Linked DNA regions of Mus musculus: all the other regions are linked to region 1. A link is a contact called in public ChIA-PET, HiChIP or PLAC-seq and promoter capture Hi-C data. All regions are on one chromosome and are shown on one strand. Each heading gives the region's core, a stretch centred on a gene start, on an enhancer-like site or on the middle of the called end of the contact. The rest is flanking DNA. Distances are from core to core; before and after follow the strand shown.

The links. Promoter capture Hi-C pulls out the DNA fragments that hold promoters and counts their contacts. ChIA-PET counts read pairs in DNA pulled down with a chosen protein or histone mark. HiChIP or PLAC-seq counts read pairs in DNA pulled down with a chosen protein or histone mark.
Region 2: an H3K27ac HiChIP or PLAC-seq map of thymic regulatory T cells shows a contact between it and region 1, with 4 times the contacts expected there. The contact joins the promoter of Unc45a here to the enhancer-like site in region 1. A contact is called at or near these places in 2 of 39 promoter capture datasets (liver and pre-B cells), 5 of 115 datasets of contacts at active chromatin or transcription factors (bone marrow-derived macrophages, effector CD8 T cells, lineage negative bone marrow cells and 2 more) and 2 of 9 other capture datasets (adipose tissue and liver).
Region 3: an H3K27ac HiChIP or PLAC-seq map of embryonic stem cells shows a contact between it and region 1, with 5 read pairs. The contact joins two enhancer-like sites. A contact is called at or near these places in 1 of 15 datasets of contacts at CTCF or cohesin (the NIH/3T3 cell line) and 3 of 115 datasets of contacts at active chromatin or transcription factors (bone marrow-derived macrophages, embryonic stem cells and fibro-adipogenic progenitors).
Region 4: a contact with region 1 is called in an RNA polymerase II ChIA-PET map of memory CD8 T cells, with 3 times the contacts expected there. The contact joins the promoter of Man2a2 here to the enhancer-like site in region 1. A contact is called at or near these places in 7 of 39 promoter capture datasets (the C10 cell line, cranial neural crest, hematopoietic stem and progenitor cells and 4 more), 1 of 15 datasets of contacts at CTCF or cohesin (the NIH/3T3 cell line), 13 of 115 datasets of contacts at active chromatin or transcription factors (T-cell acute lymphoblastic leukemia, bone marrow-derived dendritic cells, double positive thymocytes and 7 more) and 1 of 9 other capture datasets (embryonic stem cells).
Region 5: an RNA polymerase II ChIA-PET map of memory CD8 T cells shows a contact between it and region 1, with 52 read pairs. The contact joins two enhancer-like sites. A contact is called at or near these places in 1 of 15 datasets of contacts at CTCF or cohesin (the NIH/3T3 cell line), 1 of 484 Hi-C or Micro-C datasets (CD4 T cells), 8 of 115 datasets of contacts at active chromatin or transcription factors (bone marrow-derived macrophages, differentiating embryonic stem cells, embryonic stem cells and 4 more) and 1 of 9 other capture datasets (embryonic stem cells).
Region 6: an RNA polymerase II ChIA-PET map of memory CD8 T cells shows a contact between it and region 1, with 685 read pairs. The contact joins the promoter of Furin here to the enhancer-like site in region 1. A contact is called at or near these places in 2 of 39 promoter capture datasets (cranial neural crest and embryonic stem cells), 6 of 115 datasets of contacts at active chromatin or transcription factors (effector CD8 T cells, embryonic stem cells, memory CD8 T cells and 2 more) and 3 of 9 other capture datasets (adipose tissue, embryonic stem cells and liver).
Region 7: a contact with region 1 is called in a promoter capture Hi-C map of liver, with 3 times the contacts expected there. The contact joins the promoter of Slc28a1 here to the enhancer-like site in region 1. A contact is called at or near these places in 1 of 39 promoter capture datasets (liver), 2 of 115 datasets of contacts at active chromatin or transcription factors (bone marrow-derived macrophages and double positive thymocytes) and 1 of 9 other capture datasets (embryonic stem cells).

What each region holds. Positions count from the first base shown.
Region 1 is chr7:80,777,942-80,781,001 of GRCm38.p6, reverse strand. The region is part of intron 2 of Iqgap1 (IQ motif containing GTPase activating protein 1); the gene reads left to right. Among named protein-coding and RNA genes, the nearest start is that of Iqgap1, 24 kb to the left of the region's middle. Within about 2 kb of position 1,566, at least 245 of the 459 cell types and tissues checked have an H3K27ac peak or open chromatin away from gene starts, as enhancers often do. A contact at or near this core is called in T-cell acute lymphoblastic leukemia, adipose tissue, bone marrow-derived dendritic cells and 13 more, where this site is marked.
Region 2 is chr7:80,338,688-80,341,747 of GRCm38.p6, reverse strand. It overlaps Unc45a (unc-45 myosin chaperone A), which reads left to right and starts at 1,529. Exons shown (of 20, transcript NM_133952.2): 1 at 1,529-1,679; 2 at 2,036-2,197; 3 at 2,398-2,434; 4 at 2,732-2,907. The coding sequence starts at 1,629.
Region 3 is chr7:81,181,490-81,184,549 of GRCm38.p6, reverse strand. No RefSeq gene overlaps it. Among named protein-coding and RNA genes, the nearest start is that of Gm44968, 23 kb to the left of the region's middle. Within about 2 kb of position 1,534, at least 58 of the 459 cell types and tissues checked have an H3K27ac peak or open chromatin away from gene starts, as enhancers often do. A contact at or near this core is called in bone marrow-derived macrophages and embryonic stem cells, where this site is marked.
Region 4 is chr7:80,369,708-80,372,767 of GRCm38.p6, reverse strand. It overlaps Man2a2 (mannosidase 2, alpha 2), which reads left to right and starts at 1,393. Exons shown (of 24, transcript NM_172903.4): 1 at 1,393-1,666; 2 at 1,839-2,036; 3 at 3,023-3,060. The coding sequence starts at 3,044.
Region 5 is chr7:81,153,709-81,156,768 of GRCm38.p6, reverse strand. All of the region lies in intron 11 of Slc28a1 (solute carrier family 28 (sodium-coupled nucleoside transporter), member 1), which reads right to left. Among named protein-coding and RNA genes, the nearest start is that of Slc28a1, 40 kb to the right of the region's middle. Within about 2 kb of position 1,563, at least 81 of the 459 cell types and tissues checked have an H3K27ac peak or open chromatin away from gene starts, as enhancers often do. A contact at or near this core is called in bone marrow-derived macrophages, differentiating embryonic stem cells, memory CD8 T cells and 1 more, where this site is marked.
Region 6 is chr7:80,401,142-80,404,201 of GRCm38.p6, reverse strand. It overlaps Furin (furin (paired basic amino acid cleaving enzyme)), which reads left to right and starts at 1,390. Exons shown (of 16, transcript NM_011046.3): 1 at 1,390-1,672.
Region 7 is chr7:81,113,395-81,116,454 of GRCm38.p6, reverse strand. Slc28a1 (solute carrier family 28 (sodium-coupled nucleoside transporter), member 1) reads right to left here and starts at 1,656. Exons shown (of 18, transcript NM_001004184.3): 1 at 1,578-1,656; 2 at 821-932. The coding sequence starts at 916.

The DNA of each region.
Region 1 (3,060 bases), core at 317-2,816:
AGTCATAGATTTGAAAATTAAAATTTTGGTGTGTATTACTATATACTCTAAGGTGTATGTTACCTTATCCCAGGGCTCTCAGAAATACTGTTCTTATTAAGAAATGGGAGCCTGTTTTCTCTCTCCTATAGGAGCTGCTTATCCTTTTTATCCACTCTCCCTTTTTGGGAAGAGTTCTTGGGGTGACTTTAGGTAAGCTCCCTCCACTGAGCCCCGGGTCACAGCTACAATAACTGATCTAGAGTTGCAGACACTTAGCTATTGTCTAGGTTTCATTCAGTTTCCGTTTTTGTTTTTGTTTTCGTTTTTAATTATTTAAAATGAAACATTCTGGAAGTTGGCTCAGTGGGTAAAGGTGCTTTGCTTGCCTTGCCGCTAAGCCCGACACTTGAGTTCAGTCCCTGGAACCTCCTCTTGCAAGTTGTCCTCTGACCTCCGCACATACTCTGTGGCACACACATAAACAAATAAATAAATTCAATGAAAAAAAAGATTTGTAGACTTTAACTTAGATGACATAAAATTCATTTGTAATATTCAGTGAATTGTTAGTTTTTACCAACCCAGTCAGACAGAGGACCCGTTGCTATGAGAGACACCTTTTCTGATCCAGCTCTTAATAAAATCATTTGCTCGCTGAGCAAAGTGGTGGCACACGCCTTTAATCCCAGCACTCGGGAGGCAGAGGCAGGTGGATTTCTGAGTTCGAGGCCAGCCAGGTCTACAGAGTGAGTTCCAGGACAGCCTGGGCTATACAGAGAAACTCTATCTCAAAAAACCAAAAAAAGTATAGATGCCATCCAGAGTTCTCATTTTGCTCGTTAGCCTGGAAACAAGCTTTTGTGTTTTCCCCTCACTACTGTAGAATTTTCTTTCATCTCATGCCTTCTCCTCTGCAGGCCCCTTCTTTTTATTCCTACTGCTCAGAATAATCTTTTAAAATCAAAGTTCAAAGTTTTTTGTTTTTTTTTAAAGACTGGCTCAGGTAGTTTGGCTTGTAGCTAAGGGTGACCTTGGACTCCCAAGCCCTTTTTCCCTACCTCCCAGTGCTGGAATTACAGGTGTTTGACACCACACCCGACATTAAATCAAATTTTATCCCTTCATTCCTGTTTCAAATACGCAAAGAGTTTGCACATTTTCTTTGTCTCCTTCAGCCTGACCTGTTTCTTCCTATGAAACCCCTTTTCTGGTCCCCTCAACCCCAAAGGCTTTCCCTGGGAAGCGGGCTGCCCAGGGAGCCTCCTGTGACACACAGTGCTTGCTGTCTTCGGCTTGCTGGTTTTCTCCCTGGCCTGTACCTGGCACACACTGTCGATTTCCTCAGGCCGCTTGCACACCCAGGGGTTGCGTGTAAGGGTGGTTTAATGGAATCCCCAGTATAGGACTAGCTGACCATATTTGGGAGGTTTCTAGCATAGGGTAATCCTGGCCTGGAGTTCCACTGGGCAGGATGGGTGTGGCAGCTTGAGTTTCTGCTCCTGGAGGAACTGATTCTCAGCGGTTGGGGCAGCCAGTTCCGGCATTGGTCGGTTCCCCTTCTGTATTGCACAGAGCGGGGAAACCACTGAAGTCATGTGCTCTGCAGAACTTGTTCCACTGGTTTCCTCTTCACAGACCCCTAATTCAGATTCCCACCCTGATGCTTTTCTGCATATGTATGCTCTTGGTCCGGGCTTGTTTTAGCCTTGCCACTGTAGCGTTCTGGGATAGGCACGGCTTTGTTTCCCTGGTGGCAGAATGGGTAGGGCCAAGAACTGAAAAATGTTATCAGTAGGACCAGGTAGACAAGTATTATGTAACCACGGAGCTCCGCCTCTAGAAGATTTATTTCTGGGAATTGAGCAGTCTTACATTCTCTCTCTCTCTCTCTCTCTCTCTCTCTCTCTCTCTCTCTCTCTCTCTCCCCTCCCCCCCCTCACACGCACATCCCACACACGAATATATAGCTAACTTACTTATTAACACACACACACACACCCCACACAGATATATAGCTAACTTACTTTTTTTTGTTTTGTTTTGTTTTTGTTTTTAGAGACAGGGTTTCTCTGTGTAGCCCTGGCTGTCCTGGAACTCACTCTGTAGACCAGGCTGGCCTCGAACTCAGAAATCTGCCTGCCTCTGCCTCCCAAATGCTGGGATTAAAGGCGTGCGCCACCACTAATTTATTACCACACACACACACACACACACACACACACACACACACACAAACACAAACACACACCACATGGATATATAGCTAACTAACTTATTACCACACACACACACATATATAGCTAACTGACTTATTACCCCCCCCCAACACACACACGGATATATAGCTAACTAACTACTTCCCTCCTAGCTCTTAGTGTGTATGACCTCCACTCCTCACACCAACTTTAGGAGGTGTTAGGTGTTGCTCCTGTCCGTGTTACAGACGGGAAACGGAAGTCCAGTGGGGTCAGATATCGTGTCATTCTTGCTTACTCTTGCTTCCTTCCCTCTTTGCTCAGGTAGGGTAGGGCATGTTCCTATCTTAGCTGTTGTCACCTCCACTCTTCCCAGGCCTGCTTTCTTTATTGAGTCCTCCATCTTTGTTCTTTTCTTGTAGGCACGCCTACATCTTCCTCACAATGACTGAACACACACAACCCTGGCCCTGGATTTCCCCCCATCCTGGACTGATCCCCACTCCTTCCCCACTTCTTGTACCCCCCTTTCTGTATGTCGTGTCTCTTATCAACTCATACATCTATGGAAGCGACATCTTAGACACTCGCCATGATAGTGTCTGTCCAGGTGGCGGGCCAGCAGCCTTCACCTAAAAGGCAGTCTCAATGAAGACAGCTAGGTTCCGATCACAGGGCCTCAGGAAGGCCAGCTGAGCTAATTTACTCTATCCTCCCCCTTCTCCCCCCTCTCTCTTTTGTTCTCTCCCTCTTCTCCCTTCCTCTCCCCAGGGTCTCTGTGTAGCCCAGGTTGCCCTTGAACTCAGAAATCCTCCTGCCTCTGCCTCGATAGTGCTGGGATTGCAACTCAGTTCTGTTGCGGTTTTGGACTTGTGTCCTTTCT
Region 2 (3,060 bases), core at 280-2,779, 440 kb after region 1:
GCTTCACACGCTCATTTCATTTCTTTCTTTCTTCTTTCCTTTCTTTCTTTCTTTCTTCCTTTTTGACAATGGCTCAACTTTTTCTCTCCTGGCATTCCTTTCCTCCCTTCTGCTTAGGAAATCATAGGCAGTTTAGAGCCAAAGGCCTCACATTTCCCAGCAGATGATAGGACCCAATCACTCTCATCTCTCCACAAGCTTATAATAGAGGAGTTTTCACCCCTGCAAATCTTGGGACTTTAATTTCAGCTTCCTTCTTGTCTGTAGCCAGGGCTTAGAACCCCTGTTGGATTCCTAGGACTACGACTGAGGTGGAGGCGACTTCTTATGGGCCTCCAGGGGAGAGGTCCAGGGCTCCTGCTGACAGGCCTGTGTGGGGGACTGCTTTTCAGTTGGATGAATCTTGCCCAGCCAACCGACCTCTCAGGTATAATACTTTCCCTATCCTCTGAGGGTGACTTGGGGTACGGGAGATCTGATGGTGAGGGGTGGAGAGAGCCTCCTCTTCTCTTCTCTTTGGGACTTGGACCCCATTTTGCACTTTGAGCAGGGTGAAGGGGATGTGGGTAACCTCCCTTCTCTATAGACGTCTTGCTTCTCTCCAGCCCTGGCTCACCACCCCCATTTGTGCCAGACTACACGGGATGCAGAAGGCGGCCACTACCCTGGTTTTTTCTGTCCGCGCCTCTCTGACACTCCCGAGGAAGCCTACTGTTGCCACCTGCAGGCTGCCGGGGGTTCCTGCTGTACCCTGGATGAATTTGAGGCCCTGTACCAAGTTAACTTGTCTTCGCTTCAGCCACCACCCATCCTCAGGTAAGAACTCTAGTCCCGGATTCGCAGAACACTGGCAGAGTGCTCCCGTGTCTTGGGCACTGTCCTTGAATTCTGCAGTGGGAGACTTGTAGCTTCCAGATTAGTGGAGAGGAAGTCACTAAATCATAATTACAACCAATGCTGTAAATGAAAACAAGTAACAGAAGCTGCTTTGTCTTAAGGGGTTTGGACGGTGTTAATAAAGAGGATTTGTTAATCTTGGACACATTGTAGTAGGAGGTTTAATTCTGAATCTGCCGCGTTTGTCTTCAAGGTACTTGCGAGCTCCCAGATTTGTATGCAAAATATGTGTATGCATCTGTATTTATCCCCTGCTCTCGTGGGACTCTGGGCTCTGCAAACCCTGACTTGTAGCAGCCAGTAGACAACCTTGAGTCTCTCCTGTCTCCCCAGGGGTCCAGGCCCGCTCCTAGCACTGGGCATCTACACTCTACTGCTGATGGCACTGATGACTACAGATTTCGTGCACTTCTGCCGTGGTCGGGGACGGAGAGAAAAACAAAACTCCAGCGGCTGCCGCCGCCTTTCCTTTAGAGCCTCTTCCGCGCGCCCTCTACAGGTTCCAGTGGGAACAGACTAGGCGCTCGTGAAGCAGCCCTGAGCCTGAGCCTGCGCCTGCGCAACGCGAGTACCCCGCCCTTGCACAGACCCAACCACTTCTTGGCCTCGCCTTGTTTAGCGTAACACTGACGCATTGCTGGGGCGGGGCAGTCGCCGGCATCTCGCGGATCCCAGGGACACCTTTGCTCTAAAGACTGCGCCTGCACTGGCTCTTGGAGCTTAGCTTCGTGATGACTGTGAGTGGCCCGGAGACCCCCGAGCCCCGACCTTCCGACCCCGGGGTGCGTACTGATTCTCCTGTGCCATCTCCCCTTTCACACATGCGCCTTCGCACCTGGTCGCCGTCACCTTATTCTAGCCCTTCACGGGACTCGGCCAAGACCCGGCTCTTCTCCCAGGCGCGCTGCTCTGCCCAACGCCTTTCTCTCTCTCTCTCTCTCTCTCTCTCTCTCTCTCTCTCTCTCTCTCTCTTCTCTCTCTCTCTCTCTCTCTCTCTCTCTTCTCTCTCTCTCTCTCTCTCTCTCTCTCTCTCTCTCTCTCTCTCTCTCTCTCTCTCTCCCTCTCTCTCTCTCTCTCTCTCTCTCTCTCTCTCTCTCTCTCTCTCTCTCTCTCTCTCTCTCTCTCTCTCTCTCTCCAGGCCAGCTCAGCCGAGCAGCTGCGGAAGGAGGGCAACGAGCTGTTCAAATGCGGGGATTACGAGGGCGCCCTGACCGCCTACACACAGGCCCTGAGTCTCGGCGCGACGCCCCAGGACCAGGCCATTTTGCACCGAAACAGGGCTGCTTGCCACCTCAAGCTGGTGAGGGGATCGGGTTGCTCTAACCTGGTTCTACCTGGGCCTGGGATTGCCCATAGCCGCTGCTGTTTGTGCACCAGTTGGGCATTTCCTAGCCACGCACGATTGCCAGAGGTCTTTAGGCGTGGGTAGTGGGGGATCAGGTGGTTCAGCAAAACAAGGGTGCCATTGCCACTCTCAGGCTCCTGATCTTTCTCTTACAGGAAGATTACAGCAAAGCAGAATCAGAGGCGTCTAAAGGTAGGGTGGGTGTGGGTCCTCATATGGAGCAATGGGGTCTTCTGTGGTGGGAAAGGACTCTGGGGCCACCGAGCCATCCCTTTCTCCTCCTCTGGACCCAGTCACTCGTCTTTCTACTTGCTTTCCCACTTCTTCGGCCTTTCCTTTTCTGCAGCCGCCCTCACCTTTTCTGAGGCTGAAGCACCGAGCTCCACATTCGTACCCCTATCTTCCTTTGGCCCTCGAGATCTATCCCTACTGCTCTTGCCTGGAGACGGTGGCCTCCTGGGTGCTGATAGAGTTCCTGTTTGTGCTCAGCCATTGAAAAGGACGGTGGGGATGTCAAAGCACTCTATCGCCGAAGCCAAGCCCTAGAGAAGCTGGGCCGCCTGGACCAGGCTGTCCTTGACCTGAAGAGATGTGTGAGCCTAGAACCCAAGAACAAAGTTTTCCAGGAGTCGCTGAGGAACATTGGGGGCCAGATTCAGGAGAAGGTATGTGAAGGTACCAAGAGAAGTTGGAGTTGCCTGGGTCTGGGACAAGGATGTAGACACAGTACTCCAGAGAGGAGCTACTGGTAACAAATACACATTAATTAATAATGCTCAGACTGATGGAGGAAATCAAGTTTAAAGCATGTTTTTTTC
Region 3 (3,060 bases), core at 285-2,784, 400 kb before region 1:
CAGAACTTTATCCCACAATGACGACCCCTCTGGAGTTCACATGTTCAACATGCAAGCCCCAAGGGTTGAGAACTTCAGCAGCGATCAGTGGTCTCTCCTCAGTCTTTTTCCTAAGAACTCTGCTCTTCTGAGAACCCTGCTAAGGCCATATCCAGTTTTTAGCCCCATTACATCATCTTGGTTACACCCATGAGGTCATCTTTACCACACTATGCTCTGGCTTCATTGCAGACTTGCCTGTGACTCACAAGCTGCCTGTGTTGGGATACAGAATAGTTAAAATCAGGTCTGGGGGATTTCTGCAACTTTGCTGTGAGTTACTTGATGAACAATTGAAAGAACTAAAGGTCTTGGCCTCCAAGAGGGGGACCCTAGATGGCCACCATCTTTAAACAGTTGATGAGGACTCATTGACAAGATGGCTAAACTTTGCTTGCTGCCAAGCCTGAAGACTTAAGTTTGATCCCATGGTGGAAGAAGAGAACTGTCTTCTGCAAGTTGCCCTCTGACCTCCACATATGCCCATACACTCACCCTCATGTAGATAAACAGATCAAAGTAATTTTTAATTTAAAATTTAAAAAATTGTACAAAAATTGTCAAAGAATTATCATGAAACTAGAATATTCTTACATCTATAAGAGGCAGGTATGATGGTAGAGGGCTGCAATCCAAATACTGGGCAGGCTGAGACAGGAGGATATCCCTGACTTTGAGGACAGCTTGTTCTACCTAATAAGTACCTGGTCAGAATGAGACCCTGTTTCAAAAGATAGATAAACAAACAAACAAACAAATAAAACAGGGGTATCTATAAGATTTGGCTTTTTAAAATTAACAAAAAAGGGCTGGAGAGATGGCTCAGTGGATAAGAGCACTGACTGTTCTTTCAGAGGTCCTGAGTTCAATTCCCAGCAACCACACGGTGGCTCACAACCAATTGTAATAGGATCTGATGCCCTCTTCTGGTGTGTCTGAAGAAAGGGACAGTGTACTCATGTACATTAAATAAATAAATAAATAAATAAATAAATAAACCTTTAATGAATAAATAAAATCAATCAACAAAACATTACTTTGGTAACTAGAGAAAAAGAACATCAAAGTTACAGCCAGGAGGGGAGCTTGAACAAGCTAGAAGAGCAAACCAGATCAAACCAGATCAGAACTCTTTGTGATGTAAAACCAAACCCAAGAAGGTCTAAGATGCAGAATTCTCCAGTGCAGAATGGCTCTCACTGAGAGGGTCTTGTCTTTGGTGGGATTTAAGCAAAGAATAAATAGCCATGTGAGTCCAGCACTGCCAGAGAAGGCTGCCTAAGTGAGCCCTTTAACAGTGTCCTCTCATTACAAAGAGAGAAGTTTTCTTCCATTTGCTGGGGTTAAAGGAAACTTCTGGAAAGAATTCAGCCTTCCAGTCTGTACATACTGGGAGACCCTGTCTCAAAACCAAAACTCAGTCAACAATTCAGCTCTCGTCAGCCTCAAAGCAAAGCTGAACAAGCAAGCTGCAGGGAGGGCAGGGGTGAGCTCAGCTCACAGACAGCCCCGTGCTGGTGACTCAGCTCTGAGCTCTCAGTCTCTGGGTTTTATAATTCATATTCTTTTTCATGAATCTGAAAGGCCATTGGCAAAAATATGGACTTGGCTCTTCCCAGGTCAGGCACTGGTCCTGTTTGATCAGTGAATCACTCTTATGAGAGGAATCTTACAGTTAAAATACAAAGCAAAACCCCAAACAAAATATGGTGACAGACACCCGCCATGTCATGGGTGTAAAGTTCTCAGAAGTACTGGGAGTCGGGGGTGTGGTCACCCTCAAAATGATGCTTAAGGTCCCATCTAAAAACTTGGGTCTCACTAGCTGTGAGTCATGGTAACTCGTGCCGATGATGCTTACCACATGGTTGGAAAGAGGTCAGGTCTCATTCCCATTCATCCGAAGGCATGAGCTGGAGTTAGTGAGGAGAAGCATCGGTGAGAATGGAGCCATAGGAAGAAGACAGAAAGACACCAGTGCGGACCTGGAGCATCATTGTCAAGGTCGGAGAGACTCCAGGCTAAATTATAAGTTGTCCACACATGATTCTCTTCCATGACAATTTCAAAATAGACTTTTAGGAGCTTGGTGTGGTGGCACACAGCTGCAATCCCAGCACTCAGGAAGCCAAGACAAAAGAGTTGAGTTTGAAGCCAGTCTGAACACACGCACAGTGTGATTCTCTCAAGAACATTAAATAGGGTTAAAGAGATGATGGTTCAGCGGTTAAGAGCACGGACTTCTCTTCCAGAGGTCCTGAGTTCAATTCCCACAACTATCTGTAACAGAAGCTGATGCCCTCTTCTGGTGTGTCTGAAGACAGTGTCAGTGTACTCATCATATACATAAAATACATAAATAAATCTTAAAAAAAAAAAAAAAGAACATAGATGCCAGCAAGATGCTCAGCCCATGAAGGTGCCTGCCAACACACCTGGCGAAGGGAGTTTGATCCCTGAGACTCACGTGGTAGAAGGAGAGAACCAGCCCCTGCAAGATGTCCTCTGACCTGCATGCCCCTGACATGGCGGGTGTGTATCCACACAACAAAATAAAAAAATAAAAAGATTCAATAAAGTAAGCTTTTACATTTTACAAGTTTAGATTTACAAAAAGGGGTTGTTCAAACAATCCAGAGTTCCCATGGGCCCCAGCCCCCACATTGTTAATGCCAGGCTTCACTGTGTGCTAGACTGAATTTCATGCTCCAGGTGGTCGTATCAGGGAGTAGGGCCTCTGGGCAGAGGTTATATAATGAAAGCAGACCCTCCGTGAATAGCTTAGTATCCTCATAAGAGGCCTGGGTGAGTTAGATCACAGGCTTTCCCCACCCTTCGAGGACACAGCAGGATGGCTATGTTTGAAAACCTCACCATCACCAGATGCTAGATCTGATCTTGGAATTTAAAGGCTTGACAATGATGAGAAGAAATTTTCTGTGCTTTGTAAGCTATACAGTTTGCGTTCGTTTTGTTATAGCTTCCCAAGCTTGCCAATGAAGCATTAGAAATACGTTATGT
Region 4 (3,060 bases), core at 144-2,643, 410 kb after region 1:
TTCCTTCTCTCTCTCTCTCTCTCTCTCTCTCTCTCTCTCTCTCTCTCTCTCTCTCTCTCTCTGTGTGTGTGTGTGGTGTGTGTGTGTTTGCAGTCACTGTGGCACATATGTAGGAGATCAGAGGAGTCTTTCCTTCCACCACGTGGACTCTGAAGATCACACTCAGGTCATCAGGCTTGGTGGCATCTTTACCCACTGAGCCACCTCACTGGCTTCTGGGTTGCTATTATTTTTATTTTGAGACAGGGTCTCACCATGCTGCCCAGGCTGGCCTGGGACTCACCAAGATCTGCCTTATCTCTGTTTCTTGACTGCTGAGGACCTGGGTTCTGGGATGTTTTTATAAGGACAGGATAATCTGCTTTCTAAGGGCTCTGCCTTCATGAGCTAATCTTAATCTTATCAAAGCCCCACCTCCCGATATGGTCAAATCTGGGGACAGAACTTCAAGATGTGAACCTGGGGTTAGGGGTAGTCTACAACAGAGAGTAATATTTGTTTTGCTACGTAGTCCAGGCTAGTGTCCGTTTGCTGGGATCCTCTAGCCTCAACTTCCCAAGAGCTGGACTTTTAGTGGGCCAGCTCAGTTTCAGGCAGTAATTTTAGCAATCTTTTTTTCTTTTGAAACAGGATTGCAAATGTGTAGTCCAAGATAGCTTCGAATTTGTGTCAATCTGAGACAGGAGGATTTATAGGTGTGTGCCACTACGATCTAGCAAGCAATCTCCCCCCCCCCCCCCCCCAAGTAGCTATGGCTGTCCCGGAACTCAAAATGTAAAACAGACTGGCCTCGAATTCAGAGATCTCCCTGCCTCTGCCTTCCAGGTGCTGGGACTAAGCACGGGCTCCTACATCCATCCAAATATTAATCTTAAAAGGAAGAAAAGTGTGGAATTTGTGGAGATGTTCATTGCAGTATGGTATCTTACGCTGTAAATTGGAAACATGGATGCTCAATAAACCTTTAACCGGATGATATGCATTTCGCCCTTAGTGTCAGGAAACCCAGAGCCACCCGGAACTCACAAAACCTAGAGGGAGGCACTATTCCTTTGACTAAGAAACATCACTATTGAGCCAGGCAGGGAGGCCACGAAGCACCGCACGGTTTTGCCCTTTCTGCTCCTGCCTAAATCTTACTCTTGGAAGACCAAGAGAAAAAACAAAAACAAAAACAAAAAAAACAAAAACACAACAAGAAACAGTGGCGCGACCTTGCTGGGGTTCCGCCACTCCCGCCCTGCCGGGTCAACGGCTGCGCACAGCCGCCCCGCAGCCATAGCGGACCCCGGCACCGACCCAGCGGGAGGCGACCGAGTCGGGTGCCAGGGGGCGCTGCGGAACCCGGCGGGGGGCGAGGCAGCGGCGGGACCCGGCACTAGGGGACGCTGCGCGCGGTCCCCCGCGCCCCTCCTCCTGCCGGGCGCACCGCTCGGCCCCGTGGAGGCGGGAGCGCGGGAGCACAGGCGCGGGGCGAGCGCAGGGAGCGCGCAGCGGCCCTGGCCCCCGCGGGAGCGCGGCTGCGGGGCCGAGCAGGGGCGGTGGGTGGCCAGGCGTCCCTCTTAGCCTGCGCAACTGCCCGCGCGCGGGCCGCGGTCCCCCGGGATGCGAGCAGTGGCGGCTCGGCCGGCCGGGTCCCGAGCGGCGCGGAGGCCGGCCGCGTACGGTAACGGGCCAGGCGGGGCGTGGGCGAGGACTCCAGCCTGCAGGCCGCGAGCGTTGCGGCCCCCGGGTGCCGGTTGAGCCCCGAGGGCCGGAGGGGGGCTGGGCGGGCCGGAGGAGGGGGGTTACATCTCGGCAGGTAATTGCCCCACGGTGACCCAGCTCCTGCTCCCTAGCTCCGCCCTCTTTGGCCCGGACCCAATCTCCAGGGACTAAAAATATTGCCCGGAGGCTCCTGAGCGGAATCAGATCGCATTAAGTAGGACGCAGGCTGAGGTGACTGAGCTTTTCAGCACCAGGGCCCGAAGAGCAGACTCCAGAGAGCGGTCCCGCCCACGCGCGTTCAGCAGCTAGCGTCCTCCCTCCTCCGGCAGGCAAGTGGGGACTCGCGGGCGGTGGCGGCAGGCACTGTGGGTCGTCTCGAGTTGCCCCGTTTCGGAGCCGCTGTGCCTGGCTTCCGCTACCCTGGGGACTTTATCAGTCTCGCCGCTAGCTTCCTAAGAGTCCCTTTAAAGCACTCTGGAAGCCAGGACTGGAAGTTTTGCACAGCAGGAATCAGTACTGATGGGGACAATCCTAGAACTGGGTTGCGTTAGAAACATGGGCATTTCTTTTTCTCTTAAAAGAAATCCATTCTGTATTCTCTGAGATAGGATCTGGGCCAGGCACTGTTTCTGCTGAGTTCCAGTCAGCCCCAGGAGGTCACAGGGGAGGCAGGGTGTGAGTGTGTGTGTGTGGGGGGGTTGTCTGTCTCTCCAGCTGGTGATTGTACCCCTAAATCAAACAAAATAAAACCTCTTGTATTTATGTATACATCTGAAGGGAGGAAACACGTGGCTTGGGAGAGCCTTCTCAGAGTCCTGAGCAAGCTGTTTGCAATCAGTGGTTGTGTAATGAAGTGTGGGTCAGAGTTGGGGCTCTGTTATCCCTGTTTGTTTGTTTGTAATGTGTTACATTTATTTATGTGCATGTACGTCACAGAAAACATGCGGCAATCAGAGGACAATTTGTGGTAGTTGGTTTTCACCTTCCACCATATGAATCAAATGAATCGCTTTGGTTGTCAGGCTTGCCTGCAAGTGCCTCTTTACCTACTGCACCCCCACACTCCACATCCTGGTTTCTATAGCTTGGGCTGAGGGGAATCAGAACTCCTCTCCTACAGGACCAGCCCCAAATATATGTGCTACTTGTGTGTTGGGAGTCATAACCAAGATTTGGTACTTGAAAGCTTACTTGCTTTTTTACCCAGAGTCAAGCAAGTAGGTTGGTTCTCCTTGGGAGTCCACAGAGCGTTTGTTAGGAACACCAACAGAAGGGTTTTGCATGCCAGAACTACAGGTGGTGTCTCTCCTGCCAGGAACGTGCCTCCTGGGTCAGTATGAAGCTGAAAAAGCA
Region 5 (3,060 bases), core at 314-2,813, 380 kb before region 1:
ACAAAGGAGAGATTTCTGGTCTGTTTTGGTTTGGGGGGGTTGTTTGTTTGTTTGTTTTTGTTTTGTTTTTTGTTTTGTTTTTTTGGTTCTTCAAGACGAGGTTTCTCTGTATAGCCTTGGCTGTCCTGGAACTCACTCTGTAGACCAGGCTGTCCTCAAACTCAGAGATCCACCTGCCTCTGCCTCACGAGTGCTGAGATTAAAGGAGTACACCACCACTGCCCACCTTCTGATCTTAATATGGTCACTTTTCAGCACCATGCTAAGTGTTTTCTGACCATTTTCATCTATCCTTTGTGGCCAGGTAAACAGTACGTCTGTTCATTTACAGATATGGAAACTAAGCAACAGAGTCGCTTTGATCCTGAGTACAGGATCTTGCAAATCCTTGTTTCCCTTGAGGGGCAAATCAATAGGAAACATGAGTGACCAACTCCTGAATGTTACCATGACCAGCCTGGGTTCAAGACCTCTGCACTGAGAGACCAGCTTGTTTGGATTTGCAGAGAAAGTTGGTATCTATCCTAGAGCCTTTGGAACAACAGCATAATTGGAAATGTATGTGGAGGTCATAATGAAATGATTCAGTCAAGTGACACTTGGTGCTGTGTGACAAAAGAGAAGACCTAGGCTGGCACTGTCCAATACAAACTCAACAGAGACCATATCTGTAATTTCACTCCTGCTACATTCTTTAGATTCAGTCTTGTGTAGCCCAGGCTAACCTCAACGTTGCTATGCAGTTGATGGTGACCTCAAGTTTGTGGTCCTTCTTCTTTACCTCCCAGGTGATGGGCCTACATAGCATGTAACACCACCCAGAAAAGCACCAACACGGTTACTGTGGCCAGCAGTCACATGTTTAAAAGTGCAAAGAAAGCCAGGCTGGGGGTACCAGTCTGTAACACTGACTATTTGGGAGGCAGAAGCAGGAGGTCACCAGTTCAAGGGCGGTCTAAGTAACTTAGTTAGACATTAAGAAAAAAAGGGGGGACTTAGCTCAGTGGTACAGGGCTTGCCTAGCATTTGGGATTGAGGCCCTGGGTTTGCTCTTGAGCAGTGAAGAAAGAATACTGGACACCTCATCTTAAACTGCCCATGTTTCAAGTACTCAGGAGTTCATGGCTACTGTGTTGGACAGGTCCTGCTACTATCCAAATACCTGCAATAGAAAGGATGTGGCCAAGGGTCAGAGGCTGAGCCACAAAGAGAAATCTGTGGACTGAGGGGACCATTGAGATGGCTCAGTAGGTAAGAGCACTTGTCATAACAAGCCCTGGTTCAATCCCCAGAACCCACGGTGGAGGGAGAGAACTGACTCCCTCCTACCCACACAAGCGTGCCTCTGACACGTGTGCCCCTGTGCTCATACACAAGCAATATAGTAAAAACGCTTTGGAAATAAAGAGACCATGAACTGGGAGTGTGGCTCAATGGCTTGCCTAGCATATATGGGGTCCTGAGTTTAAAAGCCAGCTGTACAAAACAAAGGAAAAGAACCTGGGAGGCTCCTTGGGAAGGCAGTGACAGCTAAGGCCCGGCAGGGGGCAGAAGAGAGCCTCTCTGCAGCCAGGGACAGAAGAAGTAGAGCGGAAGGTCCCTCTGTTAGGTGCTTTCCCAGACCCTGCTATGGCTGCCGCCTGGGGCTTTCCCTCTGTAGATCAGACTGGCCTCAAACTCAGAGATCTGCCAACCTCTGCCTCCCAAGAGCTGGAATCAAAGGTGTGTGCCACCACCTCCTTTGGCTTTATTTTATTTCTTTTAGTGTGGTAAGATACCTCCTTGCCTTTTAAGTCCCAGTTAATGACTAGAGGTGTCTGCAAAGCTCATGTGTCTAGAAAGAACACGGGGTGATTTTTAAAACAGATCACAAGGCCCAGAGCAAAGTTAAGATGTTTAAAGACCTTAAGATATGCAGGTAGCGTGTATATATGTCACTATTAAACCGTTTTACCAACAAAGTTTGGGGTTTCAAATTTCCTATGTTTAGGGTTTTTTTCTTTGATTTTTGAGGCAAAATAGCCTTCAGTTCTACATATAGTTAATGACCAAGGACTTCTGATCTTCCTGCCTATGCCTCCCAAGTGCTAGGATTACAGCTCTTTTTATTTTATTTTTTAAAAGATTTTAAAATTTATTTTTATTATATGTAAGTACACTGTAGCTGTCTTCAGACACCCCAGAAGAGGGCATCAGATCTCATTACAGATGGTTGTAAGCCACCATGTGGTTGCTGGGATTTGAACTTTGGACCTTCAGAAGAGCAGTCAGGTGCTCTTACCCACTGAGCCATCTCACCAGCCCCTGAGCTCTTTTTAAAAAATGAAATTGGGGCTGGAGAGATGACTTAGTGGTAAAGAGCAGTGACTGCTCTTCCAGAGATCCTGAGTTCAATTCCTGGCAACTGCATGGTGGCTCACAACCATCTGTAATGGGATCTGATGCCCTCTTTTGGTGTGTCTGAAGACAGCTACAGTGTATGTAAGATACATAAAATAAATAAATAATTTCAAGAAAAAGTAATATAAATAATATAAATAAATAATTTCAAGAAAAAAAAGAAAAAGAAAAAATGTGTACACATACACACACACAAGTAAATTTTTTCTCTGCCTATGTGAATTTAGGGTCCAATTTGTAATACTGGATTGGCCCATGAGAGGATTATGATATACATCATTTAGGAGGGCAGATCCCCAGGGAAAGCCTATGGAAAACTGAGCATGAAATTTGGAGTCAGATCTGGGTTCAGATCCTGGCTTTAACCATTAATTTATTCTCTGAGCCTCAATTTGCTTATCTATAAAACGGGGATATTAAAGCACCCAGCATAGTGCCTGATACATAATATGAGCTTAGTAAATGGAATTCTGGGAATCTGACCCAGGGGCCATTTGAAAAGTGTAGCCAGCTCTCTTTAAGCTCTGACATTTCTTAGCCCTCCTTTTCTCTCTCCCTTCCCCCTCTCTTCAAGTGGCCATGGCCAGCCTCTCTCTCCTTCTACCTTCTCCCCCCCCCCCCCGCCTTTCTACAATAAAACTCTAAAACCATTAAAAAAAA
Region 6 (3,060 bases), core at 141-2,640, 380 kb after region 1:
TATTGTTCTCCCAAATGTGCATGTGGTGGTGCTGGTGGGGGCTACCCCACAGTGGTCCCCACAGGTCTTAGCTCCTTCTAAGGGAAAGCCCCCAATCTGGGAGGAACCAGACTTTTAGAGACCCCATGTCTGCAGTGTTTTAACGGATGCTCAAATAACAGATTCAGTTAACTTCATACACATCTCCATTTTCAGAGGGATAAATCGGGGCTCTGAGAATTTAAGGTTCGAAATAATGCAAAATAGTACCGCAAGGATTTGAGCCCAACTTTCCTGGACGACTTTCCACACAAATGATACGTGTGTATGTGTGTATGTGTACTACTTTGAGGGTTTTGAGGCAAAGTCTCATGTGGCCAGGTTATCTCACAGAGAGCAAGAAGGGATGTGCAGAGGCCGCTGGCGACCTTGGAACAACCCAGCCTGGGAAGATCTTGGCCCGGTTCCCCTCTTCTTTCTCAGCTCGAGCAGAATGTCAACCTTCCGCCAAGTAGCACAGCCGTTTTCTAGGGCAGGAACCCAGGGAGGGAAGGGCTCTGGCTGGTATACTGTAAGTAGCTTGGAGTGAAACGCTGCCAAGTCTGAGGCCTGCTAAGTTGTGTAGCTTAAGGAAAATTATTTAAACTTTGTGTGCCTCAGTTTCCTTATCTGTAAAGTGGGATTAATAATGTCATCCTGAGCGGATTATGTGGATTAAGGAATGTACATAAGGAGAAGATAGGGTGAACTGATTGGCCCAGTGCCTAGCTCTCCGTTGTTGCAGGGGGAAAAAAAAGTATTGGGAAAAAAAAAAAACCATAAAAGGAGGTGGGCTATTTCTGTTTATCCACCTGTCTCTACAAAAGCAAATAAAACTGTGACTCCTCTAACTGGAGGCACGAGGGCTGCCCTGCCGCTGTGAGATCCGACCTGAGAGTGGAGTTGCCCCAGGTCCGCCATCCCAGGGCGCTTCCCTTGACTATCCCCAAACTCAAAACTCGGGACCCAGGAACCTCGGGCAAGGCAGGGCCAGCTTGGACTCTCCCCAAACCCCCCGACCCTCGGCCCTTCCCTCGCCATCTCGCCCGCGGGCTCCCAGTCCGGGTCTCCGAAACCATCTGCCCGGGAGTTTGCGGGGCCAAGAGCCTAACGCGGTGCGGACCGAGGGGCCTGGGGTGGCGCGCAGGGACCACGCTCCCTACCCGCCCCGCTGGCAGCCGCAGACAGGGCGCCCCGAGAACGCAGGGCCCGCCGCGTGGAGCTCTCTGAACACCGGCCGGGCCCGGCCGGGCCCGGCCTGACCCGACCCGGGCGGCGAACGGGCCGGGCCGGCTGCGGCCGCCGAGCGCGGAGGTGGCGCCGCGAGGGGGAGGGGCGCGGCGCGGAGGAGGAGGAGCCCGGGCCGCCGCCGCCGCCGCCGCCGCTGTGACAGCGGCCCGAGTAAACAAGCCGCGCCGCCGCGGCCGGGCCGCTGCCCCCCGCCCGCGCCCGAGCCCAGGCCGAGCCTTGCCCTGGTCGCCGGCCGGGCCGAGGCCGCGCCGCCGCGCCTCCCCGCCTGCGCGCCGTGACGCCGCTGCCGGGCGCGGGGACCGCCGGAGCCAGGCCCCCGCCGCCGGGCTCCGTGCTCGGCCGAGGGGTACCCGAGCGGCCGCGGCGCTCGTCCGGAAAAGTTTCCCCGCCCGGGCTCCCCAGGGTAAGCGGCGAGGGCGCGCGGCCCGGGGCCGGGGAGGCGGCGCGCTGGGGAACCGGGCCCGGAGCGGGCGGGGGAGCGCGGAGCCGGGCGGCGCAGCCCCGGGCCTCGCCGGCCGCCGGGCTCTGGTCGCGGATTCTCGGCCGCCGCGGCGGGAGGACGGGAGCCGCGCAGCCCACCTGAGCGCCGGGCTTGGGCCCGCGCCGGTACTTTTCCGCTGGGGCCGGGGCGAGCCCTATGACCTCAGGAAGCGCCGGCGGGGCCCCTGCTGGGGCGGGCTAGGCAGAGCATTCCTCGGACTCTGGGTGCTCCCGCCTGCCCGCGGTCCTCCGTGGCCCCGGCGGCCGGGGCCTGCGCCTGGTGGGGCGCGCTCCCGGGAGGGCACGGGGTCCTCGGCCGCCTGGCACACCTGTACGGCCGGAGCGGTCGGGGGCGGATTTCGCGTGCGCGCACAGGCCGGCTTGGGGGAGGCTCGCTCCGGGCTGCCTCCTGCCGAGGCCTGGCCGAGGCCCCTGCTGCCCCCATCCATCGGGTGGCTAGCCGAGGGGCGGCCTGCTTGCCATACAGGTCTGACAGCAGACACTAGTCTGCTCGGTGCCGCCGTTCCCACCGCCCCAGGGCTTTGCGCCTAGGGGAAGTGGACTTTCATCTCTCTGAAGCACTGGGATTCTCTCTGACTTGGGAAGTGCCAAGACGACGCAGGTGATGTGGCCCAGTGAGGGCATGTGGCTGCTGGCCAGGTGTGGACATAGAAAAGGAGGGTGGGCGAGCAGATTAGGTGTGTGTTTCCTGTTTTGGGCTTCTATCTAAAATTTGTATTTTTTTAAAAAGAGGATCCTATGGCTTAAAAAAAGTTTGAAAGCCTCTGTCCTAATAGTTTTTAACCACCAAGGAAACTGAGGCCCAGAGAGTGGAAATGACTTGTGTAAGTAGTTGAGCAGGGACTAGGAGTTAAAATTTCCTGGGAGGTGCCTGTAACAGGACCTGCCTTGGGGTCTCTGCTGGAAAGAGAGACCTGATTGGGTTTCCCAGCAGTCTTTGGTGGCTTGCTCTGTGGCTGCCTCAGCTGGGTCTCCAGGTCCTAGAAACAGCAGCCACACCTGGGGGTAAGTGCCCGTCTTATGCCTGGAATGGTTGTGGTTATCTCTGTCTGTAGGTTCTAGGGAGAGACAGAAAGGCTTTGCCTAAGAAAAGAGCTAGGACAGTACTATAGCCTATTCTCTAGTCAGGCCCAGCACTGATGGCTGGGCAAAACTGACCCAGAGAGGCTAGAAATATATCCAGTCTCCTGGTTTTGAGACAACTGGGACTCAGAGGGTGAGTCAGAGTCTGGAATGGGGGTGGGGAGAAGCCTGTTCATTCATTGTTCACAGTTCTTTTGTGTGTGTGTG
Region 7 (3,060 bases), core at 407-2,906, 340 kb before region 1:
CCTTCCCACCAAGGGACAACTATGGCTGAAGAGCACGGAGATAAGGAAGACCCTGGCAGCCCCATGCACACACAAGCACCTCATGAGAAGACTGAGATAGAGACTGGACTGCTGCATGGGAAATGGGGTGCCTCTTAATTAAATTCTTCAATGCATGCATTGAGCATCTACTATGTACAGACATATCCTGCCTCAGCATTTCACTCTGGCTTCCTGGAGACCCGAAGGAAACCCTTAAGGAAGATCCCAGGCAGGCCCGCCCCACTGCATGACTCCAGGGCACTTCTTACTGCACTGTCCAAGTAGGGGGCTAGGGGGCACTTGGTAAAGAAGAGGGAGCCTTGTTAGGGAAGGGAGGGAGGGCAGAAGGTATCATGTCAAGCTTTTCAGTCCTCTGCTTGGCCTTTGGGGAGCCAAGACAAGATGGCAAGTTCTTTAAATGCCAAGGACACCCCACCCCATCATCTGCTTCCCCTCTCATCTTGTAGACCAGATGTTCTTCCCTCCTGGGACCTTTGCTGACAGCACACAGTGGGTACATCACACAGTGGGTACTCAGAACATGTTTAAGGGGTGAAATAAAGGGGGTGCTTTGTGCTGGGGAGGTACTACACAAGCAGAGCTCAGAGCACAGAGTGAAACACACAGTCCCCCAGCCCATAGCTGCCAGTCAAGCTGAGGGGCCCTCCCACTATGAGCTGCTAGTCAAACTGAGCCACCCCACCTAGTGAGATGCCAATCAAGCTGAGCCCCACACCACCCCACACCCCTGTGAGATGCCAGTCAGGCTGAGGAGGTGCTATAGGGGAAGAGGACAGACCATTATTTCCAGGAACTCGGCCCCCATGTTCTCCAGGCCATGGGCCACAGGTGTGAGGGAAATGGACTCTCGTTGCCTCGGTGTGTCGTCTGCCATGTGCTAGGCTCTTCAGCTGAAAGACAAAGATGTCACAGAGGGTCCACAGCCGAAAGGAGGGCCAGGAGAGAGAAAAGGAACCAGAGAGGGAGGGCGAGGGGGAGGGGAAAGGGAGAGGGAGAGAGAAGGGGAGAGTGGGAGAGACACCCTTTCTGCCCTCTCTCCTGATCCTGGGAGATGCAAGTCCTTGTAAGCTCCAACAGTGAACTGTCCCTTAGTCACCAGTCACCAGGAAGGGAAAGAGGGGATGGCGTAGGCACTGGTGTGGGCACGGCTCAGAAAAGAGCCCTTAGTTATCTTTACTTCCTACAACCGGTGAAAATCATTGGCAGGGGAGGAAGTGCTCATTTCATCCATCTTGAAGCCAGCGCTACCCAGGACTGTTCCACTCAAAACCGAACATTCCTCATTCTCAGTGAAGCTGCTTTTAGATGTTAGCTCACCTGCAAATGAGAGCCCAAACTCCCGTTTCCCCACTGCGGTCCCTCTCTTGCCCACACCTTAGGCCTTCCCTACTCAACAGCAGCTGGCTAAGCAGATCTTCCCCAGACACAGACCCTCAGAGGGCATGTGGAGCATGCAGCCAGGGCTGGGGGATGCCTGCTACCTGGGCACTCGCATTCACTGCTGTACGGAGAGGAGAGGAGCCCACACTACTCACAGATTTGTAGTGAGAAGGCAGCGTCAGGAGGGATTGACTGTTAAGAACTGACTGACTGAAGCACAGGTTGCTGTGGGAGGGCTGGGTCCAACCTGCTTGGGCTTTGGCCTGTTCACTTCTGTGGAAATTCCTGGGCAGAGTCCAAAACTGAAGTAGGTTGGGCTTCCCCAGAGCTCAGGGCCACCGCAGGGGCGGGGACCCCAGCCTGTTTCAGAAAAAGCATGATGGGGTAGCCTGGCTCACTCAAGCCGGGTCCTCTGTGGTCCTGCCCTCTGTCTGCTGCCCTTTCCCAAACCAACCTCTTCCTGGCCTTGCTCCAGGACGCCTCCTTTGGGAAGCCACCTTGGTTACTCTCTCCCTCCTCTTTCTGTCAGCATCCTGGAAATGTGTCTTCGTGTTGTGGCTCAGCCTCCTTTTCTCACAGTATCGGCGACTCGTTTTCCAAAACTAGAAGATATTGAAAGCGCTGTCTTTATCACAAACAGGTGGTGGCTCGGGGCTAAGCATCACACAGTCGCAGAAACAAGCCAAAATCACACCATTTCCTTCTCCCCTTTCTTCCTAGAGTGACACCCGAGTTACACGTGCAAAGTTGGGGGACAACACTTTCATCTACAGTCTTCAAACTAAATTTAAACTTACCTGACAGGATTTAATAATTGATGATGCACACTCTTTAATAATTAATTATCTTTTATGATACAAAAGATGCCTCACACAGAGGCATACACTGGCTGTTTTGGAAAAATGGAAAAGAAGAGGCTGGACATAAGTGGTACCCCCTGTTCTTAGAAACTATCTGTTTCTATTGGGGTTAGGAGAATATCGTCTCATCTAACCCAGCCTGACTTTGAACCTGCTATGTAGCCGAAGTTAGCCCTAAACACCCAATCCTCTGGCCTCCACATGTCCAATACTGGGATTCCAGGTGTGCATCTCCACACCCCTGGTCATGCGGAATGAAGCATGAAGGTGTTATAGAAATATACAGAGCCTAAGAATTTTTCTTATTTCCCCTTAAGTATACACTATTTTGTTATTCATTTTCCAATAGGAAATTGTACTGTTGCAGGGTTTTCACAACTTGCTTATCTGAATATACATATACACACACATACACATGGACACATACCTATATTGTATCTGGAGATACATATACACACACATGGACACATACCTATATTGTATCTGGAGATACATATACACACACATGGATACATACGTATATTGTATCTGGAGATACATATACGCACACATGGACACATACGTATATTGTATCTCGAGATACAATACCCACTGTCAGGTCACTGGTCCCCTTGATCATAAGATAAATGTTTACCTTGAGCAAGACTGGGATGGGGCCAGAGCAGATACTGAAGGAGCCCCCCTCAGCCTCAATGAAGGGAAAGGACCTTATCCGCTTTGATGCCTCTGTTCTCAGTGGCTCCTCTTGTGCGTGCGCGCGCGCACACAAACACACACA